Linked DNA regions of Zea mays: all the other regions are linked to region 3. The links are chromatin contacts, called in public Hi-C maps. All regions are on one chromosome and are shown on one strand. Each heading gives the region's core, a stretch centred on a gene start, on an enhancer-like site or on the middle of the called end of the contact. The rest is flanking DNA. Distances are from core to core; before and after follow the strand shown. Region 1 has its middle 88 kb from the start of LOC100283794. Region 2 holds the start of LOC100283794. Region 3 holds the start of LOC100193680.

Region 1 (3,361 bases), core at 529-3,028, 490 kb before region 3:
CTCCCCTGCAACAACATAGGGAATAAAAACCTGAGTACACAATTACTCAACAAGACTTACCCGACTAAAGAAAAGACTCTCAAGGGTATGCTAGCTGATTGTGAACCAAGGTAAATGTCATCAATGTTCAAAGACTTAAGTATTGTGTAAAAGCTTACTATTACTTGATCCTTAAGCCAAATTTTATTTCACCAGTTAAGTTATTTCCTGGATCTAGATTCATCTAATCTAGTTCATTCACTTGGTCTACACTAGCTTTCTATTATTCAAAACTTGGTTATACTTTTTACTACGATGAGGGTCGAAGATCTAGTCTTCATATTCAAGAAGTAACGGTGATTCGAATTGATTAATACCCAGCTGGTGATCTCCATCCACAAGACATATGTAGAACTTAACCCCTACATATGTCAACCCGCACTTGGGTTTCTTAAGACCAGAACTGGTCCCTGCCACCTAAGAAAACAGTACCCCACCATCCAACGTCTTGCCAGGTGGATACACGATACTATCGCCATCTCTCCACCCTAGTTTGGGCCAGCCTTTCTAGTATTGGTCTAGACGAGACAAAGCTTACCCATGATGAGACATGTGACCAGCTAAAAGGTTCTAGATCAACAGGCCAACAATCGGAGCGGTCCTTAAATGACACAGACGGGCGAATTTTACAGCTCAACGTGCGGTCTCATTTTAAACTATTTCTCAAAACATGTACCTATAAAAGTTACCATGCTTGAATGATGAATTCATCAAAGCCTATGATACCTTCATCATCCAAACCCTTTTTCTTTTGTAGAACATGATTCATAGTTCAAAACATTTTTGTTCATAATCTATAACCATAACTAAGCATTTATAAACTTTGTAAAATTGGTGTCAAGGATGGTAATCAATATTCCAAGGAGAAGTCATGCAACAAAGGTTTAATCACTCAACTCTTGCATTCTTGAGGAGGAGAGTCAGGCTCTTCTACCAAAATATCGCACCTAGCTATGAAGCCCACATGAGCACCTTCAGGAGGACCCTTAGAAGGACCTTCAGATTGAGGAGCTGATTCCTATTCCACTTCAACTTCCACTTCTTCTAGGTGTTCTACAAGTCAATTACAATTACATGAATGCGTATGTAATGACATGAAATGCAAACTCTCACAAGGGAGAGATGGGGAAGCATAGATACCACTAAAAGAAGCATAAGACAAGTATATATAAATCTACATAACATAAGATTTGATGAAAGCAACCAAACTGAATCTACTATGAAAAACCAGAGAGCTAAACATATTTGAACTTACAAAACCTTTCATACCAACAAACTACATTGTCTAACCCCTTTTAAACATATACTTATACTAAGCATTAAGGATTAAAACTCTACTTTTAGCTAGCATCAGGTTCCTTAGCAAAAAAATTAAAAACAGGTTCAAAATTTAACCAGCCACTCAAATAGACCTTATAAGTTTACCCCCAAAAAATCATAATTTTTAGAACTTGAATTTTATTACTAAAATTCATATAAGCATTCTAAGAGCACATTTTAATTATCTAAAATTTATTATTGGCTTTAAAAATACTAAAACTAATTGTAAAATAATATTAAAAATTTTATTAAGTCAATAAAATTGGTTTCACAATTTTTATATATTTCTATGATATTTGGAACATTTTCCAAGTTGCAGAATAAAAGAAAAGGAAAAACTGTGAATAGAATTGGGCCGAAATCGGCCCACACAGGCCCAGCCACGGAGGAAAATGCGCGCAGCTCGGGAGGTCCACGATTGTGATGCACGGTTTGCACAAAAGCTCTCATAGAAAAATAACTAAATAATCAAGAATCTACACTGTGAACCCTCGACTCCTTTCTATTTATTAAAACACACCCCCAGAGCACTGCCGACGACATCGGCGGCCAGAGAAGCATGGATACGGCGACACGGACCTTGGGAAGACCTTAATCCACCACTACAACATGTCCTAGATCACTACAAACCAGATCCCAGCAAAAGCACGATCAACAGCACTCGGAATAACACGGCATCACCGGAGTTCCAAGTCCAATGAGCCCGCTCGAATCATCCGGTGCGGTAGAGTTCAAAGGAGAGGCACATTGGGAGTAACAATGACTCTCCAAGATCACAATGATCATGCAAATATGGACAGAGAAAATCCAGGTTGGTCGGTCGATGAGAAGGTGACTCACGGTGATGACTAGAGACGGCGAACCCTCGTTCTGATCAAATATGGCAGGTAGATTTCAAATGGAAAGATCAGAGAGCATCTCGGACACATGGTGATCACGGAACATACACGTATTGACCGAGGGATACCTCGAGATGAGCCGGCCTCGATGAGGGGGTCAAAAGGGCCAGCGTGGTCAATTACTTTCAGAAAGAAGTTCGTGTTCAGGCCTTAACAAAGCAACAAGAGGACTGGCCGGTGAGGCTGATGGTTTAACCTAGGAGTAGAGGAAAGGTTAGGCACGGTGAGCAGACCATGGGAGCAACGGGAACATAGCAAGGCTCAGTTTTTGCTTCAAACAGCCATGGCAAGGCACCATAAAGTAGCAGGCTACCTGTGGCTTTGCTGGGACTTAACACAGGTGAAAACACAAGCTAGCACGTTCCACAACTCTACCGCATGACCACCACGTAAGGGCAAAGCACAAGGAGGCAGCAGGGGTGACCAATATCACTGGGTCAGCACACCATCAAGTAGGGCAGGCAGCTGAATCACAGGATCCCCAGTCCTATCCTTGGGCTGTGAACAATCTCAGGTTACCCCCTCCCCAAGGTAGAGCTGTGCTTATCGGCAATTTACCCAGAACCACCTGGAAAAAGGGTAGTGGACTGAGATCTTTCTCAGATATTTGCCACTCAGTTTTCAACTTCATAAGGTCGACTGCAGTCCAAAGTTCAGGGCCCTTGTTCTCACACTTCTAGATAAGGACAGGCCAACACTAACACACCGAACTTGTTCACCATATATAGCTCTCTATGTTTGATATAACATCCCCAAGCCAAAAGTACATGAATCACAAGCTATAGGGCTCCAAAGTCAAGCACATACTCTTAAAACCCACTTTCAGTTGGCTGAAACTGACACAGATTGTAACAGTCTGACAGCCAGAGTTTTAGAGCACTTTACTCCAATTCTTGTACAATACCAAGCACAACTTGCTACAGTTAACTTGCTCACTAACTGTTGCTCTTCAAGTTTTTGCAGCAATCCAAGGCCAAAAACGCATAGATCACAGGTTTTAGTGCTCCAAAGTTGAGCACGGGACATTGAAACCAAGTTTCAGTTAACTGAAACTCACAGACCAACAGTCTGTCAAGCCATGTTTTGGGGAATTTTATTCACAT
Region 2 (3,022 bases), core at 100-2,599, 400 kb before region 3:
ATTTCTTTGTCGACTATCAATAAGATCTGGTGTCCATGCAACAACTATCAAAATGCAAAGTTATTTAACATCACAATGAGTTAACAACACCTATATATGTCAAAATGGTTTCGTGGTAGATTATGAAATGTGGGTGTTTCACAACGACAAGTACACCACAATTGTAGCAAAAGAGTATAAGATAGTAATAGCACGAGCATATAGAGGAGATGTCCAAAGATTATTGCCTTTACTGTTGTGAATCATTCTCACCAACAAGGTTATATAAGGTTTTCACTTTCGGCCGGAGAAACTCTAGCTCAAACATTACTAATTACCTTACAAGCGAGTGACCAAAGCACTAGAACTCTCTTATTCCATATTACAATGGCAGCAGTGTAGAGGCTACTGCTGCTGCTGCTATTGGTATATTATTTCTAATTTGCATCATGCTTGAATGCATGCAATATTATTTCAAGCTGCTATACGATTATTAATTGGAGGAAGAAGTAGTACAAACAGAACGATGCCATGATGGATCGGATTTGACAGCATCGACCGACATCATGCACTGTAAGGGATCTTGACGTATGCTTTGAAGTCGGGGGAGCTGCCCTTGGCAGTGGCTGCAGAAATAGACGAGTGGGTACTACTGGCGTTGGTGGTGTACCCGGCCTTGTTGAGATTGGTGTAGAGCTTGTCCCACTGCGACTGGAAGGAGCCGACGCTGCCGATCTCGCAGTAGGCCCTGTTCTTGGAGGCGCCCCAGGGGGTGCTCCAGGCCATTGCGAAGTCGCGCTCGGAGCCGCCGCCGTCCTTGCCGCGGTAGACGACGGCGGCCATGGACCCCGACGCGGCGCCGGTTTTGTGGACGTGGAGGAAGGACGCCCACTGCCCGTTCCCGATCTCCGTCGGGTAGGGCGTCGGCCCCGGGTAGCCCAGCCAGTCCTTGTCGTCGATGTACCGCAGGGTTCCGCCCGTCTGGTTGTAGATCACGCACAGCGTCGACGCTCCATTGCCGTACCAGTCCTTCAGCATGTTCACATAGCTGAATATATGCATGCCAGTGTATTAACAAATTATATACATAGAAGATCGTCCTCGATTATAAAAGACACGCGTATGCATTAGAGAGAGAAAAAACACTATATAATTATACACACGCACTCTTTAGCCTTCTTGGACTTTTCATTCTCATTATTGAGATAGGAGGCCTCTCGTGCCCGGTCTTCTCGAGTCTTCGTTTTGCCGACATATCTTGGCATTGTATCTAACTTGTAATTGTCCACGATGTCACCAAAACAGTTTGCCATCTCTCTCTGGATTATCTCTCTGTTTCGGTCGTTCTCTCTCGCTCCTCTCCCCAATTTTGATCTATGCTTGCATACAAACCTCTCTATATATAACGATTGGCCACAAGGCCACGCCACCATGGATTCATATATAGTATTCACTACATATTTTGTCTTCTCCCAATAGAGCGGATTGCTTAATTGTCACACCTGTACTCAAAATTTCAATATGGGGCTGAGGATGCTATATATTCTAATTCAACCTCGTCACAAAACTTATTAGGCCTTATTCAGTTATTCCACTTGGATGATGATTAAAGGGGACCGTTGAGCACTTAAAGTGCCACCGGACGGTCCGACCCTATAGACCGGACAGTCTGCGGTCTAGACGTTTCGCCCGTGCACAGAATCAGTTAGAGTTCCGGATTTTTAGCGAGATTTGTTAGCGAAATCTGCGGGGTTAACTTGTGAATCGACTTGTAACGGGTTCAGACCTCATCCCTTTATATAGATGAAGGGTTACATCCGACTGAACCTCCACAATCGATCTAATCAACTATACTTCTCGTTTTTACCTTATGCGTTAGGAGTAGCCATAGTTTAGCCCTAATTTAGTCTTCATCTACATTGAATCTTCACCTCTCTTTGGCTTTACGTCGACTAGAGTTGTCTTGGGTGGCCTGGCAACGCCAAGACACACCCTAGGATCTCTCCTCCTCGACAGGGTCTCTCTCGGAAGGCGAGATCTAGGTCTGCTGCGAAGAAGACGACCCTCTGCACCATCGCGGACCGATCGAGTCCCAAGCGTGGACCGTTCAGACGTACGCAGAGGAGGAGCCGCTCCTGCGCCTAGGTCGCGGACGGTCCATCCCTGTGTCGCGTACCATCCATCCCTATGCCGCAGACCGTCTTCTCCTCTGTAGAGAGCACCGCCAGCGGTTCATCTCTAGTGTTTGGCACCTAGATCGGCGTCAACAGTGACTGTGAGGGATTAGAAGGGATTTTGAACCTCGAAATTTAAACTCGTTCAATCCCCTCCAATCTATGTAGATTGAGATTAAAACGAGAAGATCCTTACGTGAGATGACATTCGATTTTAGCTAGTAAGTTTAGGGTTTACCCAATGACTCAAGTAATGACATATTGCATCCTAGGGTTTCAATGGATCCGACTCCGGTCGCTGTTGGGTGCGGTGGGTGCTGGCTTCAATGGATCTGGCTCCCCTGGTCCCTCGTCGCCTCCTAGACTTCAAGGTCATGTCGCCACGGTCGGTCATCGCATCGCCATCTCTAGTCCTCTGAGAGGAGCACGACCTGGTCCTCCTCCCTCATCGACGCCGGGAGAACTATGCCACCCCACTACCCTGTCTCCCTACAGGGCTGATCAAGCACGTACCCTCACTGTCACCTCCACATTTTCAAGATTGTGCTGCCAATGCAGGCCACCATAGCCGGCACTGGGCCCCTGAGTGGAGCATGAGATGTACATCTTCAAGATATACATCTCTCTTATAGTTTATGAAATTACAAGAAAGATATATAAGATTTGTGAACAAATTTACTTTTATTTTGTTATATGAAAAAATGACCAAAGGCAAAAATTGTACATCTCTATAAGTTATACAACTTTGTAGCAAAAAACCTTTTCATTTGGATTAATTTACTGCTTCAAAATACGATTTGAAATTTGTCTTTGCCAATTGTCAAAAAACATTCGCAAAGCTCTTTGCCTTGTGTCGAAAAAAAGCATTC
Region 3 (3,184 bases), core at 120-2,619:
CAGGCGCGCGTGGTGGGCTGGTGGCACTGTGCTAGATTTTGAGAAAAATGTTAATGGTAAAGGTTATTATTATTCTTATCATTAGGTATGAAACAAACGATTATGCTTCCACCATAAATCCATAACCAAGAACACAATTAGAAGTTGGCAAAAAATGTAACATCAGTTCCTAGCATTACATAATCCTAAAAGAGATAGAATCATTGCATATACACATAACAAAATGGTCTAATTGGATCAACTAAGACAAAAAAACAGTAAATTAGATAAAGGAGTAGAGAAGAATGGGACTTCTGTGATACAACTATTAGTAGTAAATAAAAAATAGGAAGACAACATAATCGACATACTACATGTATAGACAGGAAGGAAATTCCAGCCAAAAAAAAGACAAATTAGATGTGCGTGCAAGATCCAGCTGGAAAATAAGAAACCAGAGTGCAGTTGTTGGCATCATGCTGCTACTGCTGCACCTCGTCATGCACTATGTGCTATTTATACATGCCGTAAAGTAATCCTACTATTTAATTTACTCGTGTTTACCATCTGATTTGCGAGTAGTCACATGCGGCAACTAACGGCGTTGCATTTGCCAGTAGTTGAAGACCGTTCGATGAGGCTGACCTGCTAGGCAAGCACGTACCTACTTCTTAGAATCTCATCATCACCTTCACCAAGTTGACAGCTACAGTGAAGGTAACACACAGGATGGAATGGTACAACTGTACAAGAGAGAAGGAAGCGCTACTCACTTCGTTCTGGACCGGTCGCCTAGTCGCTCCAGCCCTGGTGCACGACGATGTCGCTGGGCGCTAAGATTGAAGTAGACCACCCGAGCGTAGCGTCCCCACGCTTTGCCCAATTACAGCATGCGGAGCCGGTGAGCCTGCACCCCACGAACGGAACTCGGAGTCATTCGCGACGTCGCGGTCGTGCCGTAGCTCGTCGCCACCGCGTGCAGCATGCACCCCTGCACGCAGTCTCGCTTGATTATGGGCGACGGAGAGGGAGAGGAGGCGGCTTGGGCGAAAGCGAGGAGAGGCGCGCGGGGAGTGCAAGAAGCGGCAGCGAGGGCGTTCACCCGGGCGTGGCGGCGAGCACGAGGAGAGGGATCTCGGGAGGAGAGAAAGCGCTGCGGCGAGAGAGATGCGAGTGCGACCACGGGAGCCACCACGGCGCAGGGGCGACGGGGTGGGAGAAGAGGCGGCGTGCTTGAACGCAGGGAGAGGCGCGCAGACACAGTAGCACGTGCGAGCGCGAGAAGCGGCGGCGAGGCCATTCACGCGGGCGTGGCGCCAGCGCAAGCACATCTCAGAGGGGGAGGAAGCGCCATAGCAAGAGAGAGCGCAAATCTCCCGATGTCGTCTTCGCCTGGAAGGCTCTGGTAGCGTGGAGACCCAAGAATTTTTTTTCTTTTGTGCGGAGACAGGTGGAAGGAGGAGGATAGCTCGCGTCCATTGGATCTGAATCGTATGGCTGAGAGTAAAAAGGATGACGTGGACGCATATCAGGCCACGTTTCCTTCCGGCTTTAATATATAGGAAATTAGTACAAATTAGGTTACATTTGTAGCATAAGACTTTGGTCTATCCGTATCAACAAATGTGCTCAAATGAAAAGTTTTTTATTTTACTTTGTACCTTAATTAATTCAAGTAGTTGATGTGGTTGGATATATTCTTCTGCACCGATTAATAATATATATGTGATTGATGGCCATCGTGTCGTTTGTTGTATATGTGTGGATGTCAACTGTCATCCTATTACTTTTATTTGCACGTTTTGGAAACCTCCCCGTGCAGAGGTAGTGTTGCCGAATTTTTTTGTTGACATGCTTGTTTATTTTTTTGTAGAGGTCTTCCTAGCCGTTGCGGGTTTGCCTGCACCGCATCGCATCGCCACTGCACCGACCTAGCATAATCCCGCTAGCCTGAATCCACCGCCACCCTAGATATAACCTCTGTTTCTGCATCATTGTCGTAGATCATGTAACCCAATGCGTCTCCCGTTCGAAAGAGATACGATGTAGATATGTAGATCTTTGCATATCTACAAATGTATCTATTTCGAATTGTCCACGTTTTTTGGACAGCCCGCAGTTGCATAGACAAGATTAATTTCCATGCTGTACTTTGGTCCGAGACAGAAGTTTCAGCGTCACCTCCCTGTTATTCTCTGAACAGCGTCACCTCCCTGTTATTCTCCAAACAGTGCGCTCCCTGCCAGGACGTATCTCCGGTGAACAGTGGGGAGGTGCTGCCGAAATTTTGTCTCGGATCGGGGTAGAGCAGGGAAACTAACCCCATCTACGCAACCGCGGGTGGGATTAGGACATATCCTCACCTATTAGAAGGTACAAACGTAGTGTACATGCATTACATGTTTATATTAAACTACACTCGGTTATATATGTTAGAGGATGGAGGACCGTGAGTAGATGTACATGGGACGAGTAGGAAGGAATGATGTCACCCCTGAATGGATTAGAAAGATTGATGCTTTCGTGGAACGAACATTTGGCGAAGCTGCTAAAGGAGTGAGTCTAGTCCCATGTCCGTGCAGCAAATGTGCCAACAGGAAAAAAAAGAAGGTCATGGTAGAACATATTTGAAGAATGGATTTACTCCGGACTATACTTGGTGGATCTTTCATGGTGAAGCGCATCGTACGAGAGAGGAGGTGGTGAGAGAACGCGTCGAGGATTGTGATGCTGATGTCAGAGTAGCAGACATGTTGAACGACTATCACGAGACATGGTTCGCCGAAGGACGTATGGCAGATGAGCCAGAGGCGACTGTAAAGGCGTTCTATGACATGTTTGACGCAACACAGAAACTCCTTCATGGTAAGACAAAGGTTTCTCAACTGGATGCCATTGGACATATAATGGCGCTCAAGTCGTAGTACAACATTAGTCGAGATGCCTTCGATGGTTTGTTGACAGTTATTGGTAGCCTACTTTTAGAGGACCGTGATCTGCCAAAGAGCATGTATGAGGCAAAAAAACTCTTTCGTGCATTTAAGATGATGTATAAGTAGATACATGCTTTTTTGAAGGGCTGCATGTCAATTCTGAAAGAATACGTGGAGGCAAAGTACTGTCCGAAGTGTAAATCGTCTAGGTTCATGGAGGTAGACTCTGGTGATGGACAGAAGAGGCAGCTCAACATCCACGTGACAATCAT

What was found. A called contact is a pair of places that touch in the nucleus more often than the background predicts.
Region 1: a Hi-C map of leaf shows a contact between it and region 3, with 5 times the contacts expected there. The contact joins the enhancer-like site here to the promoter of LOC100193680 in region 3. A contact is called at or near these places in 3 of 25 Hi-C or Micro-C datasets (ear, leaf and tassel).
Region 2: a Hi-C map of ear shows a contact between it and region 3, with 1.9 times the contacts expected there. The contact joins the promoter of LOC100283794 here to the promoter of LOC100193680 in region 3. A contact is called at or near these places in 6 of 25 Hi-C or Micro-C datasets (ear, leaf and tassel).

What each region holds. Positions count from the first base shown.
Region 1 is chr3:133,054,058-133,057,418 of Zm-B73-REFERENCE-NAM-5.0, forward strand. No RefSeq gene overlaps it. Among protein-coding and RNA genes, the nearest start is that of LOC100283794, 88 kb to the right of the region's middle. Within about 2 kb of position 1,779, at least 8 of the 20 cell types and tissues checked have an H3K27ac peak or open chromatin away from gene starts, as enhancers often do. A contact at or near this core is called in ear and leaf, where this site is marked.
Region 2 is chr3:133,142,593-133,145,614 of Zm-B73-REFERENCE-NAM-5.0, forward strand. It overlaps LOC100283794, which reads right to left and starts at 1,350. Exons shown (of 2, transcript NM_001369886.1): 1 at 1,147-1,350; 2 at 285-1,027. The coding sequence starts at 1,292. The coding sequence ends at 544.
Region 3 is chr3:133,541,594-133,544,777 of Zm-B73-REFERENCE-NAM-5.0, forward strand. LOC100193680 reads right to left here and starts at 1,370. Exons shown (of 2, transcript NM_001175465.1): 1 at 753-1,370. The coding sequence starts at 1,310. The coding sequence ends at 813. All of the region lies in intron 1 of LOC109944838 (a long non-coding RNA gene), which reads left to right.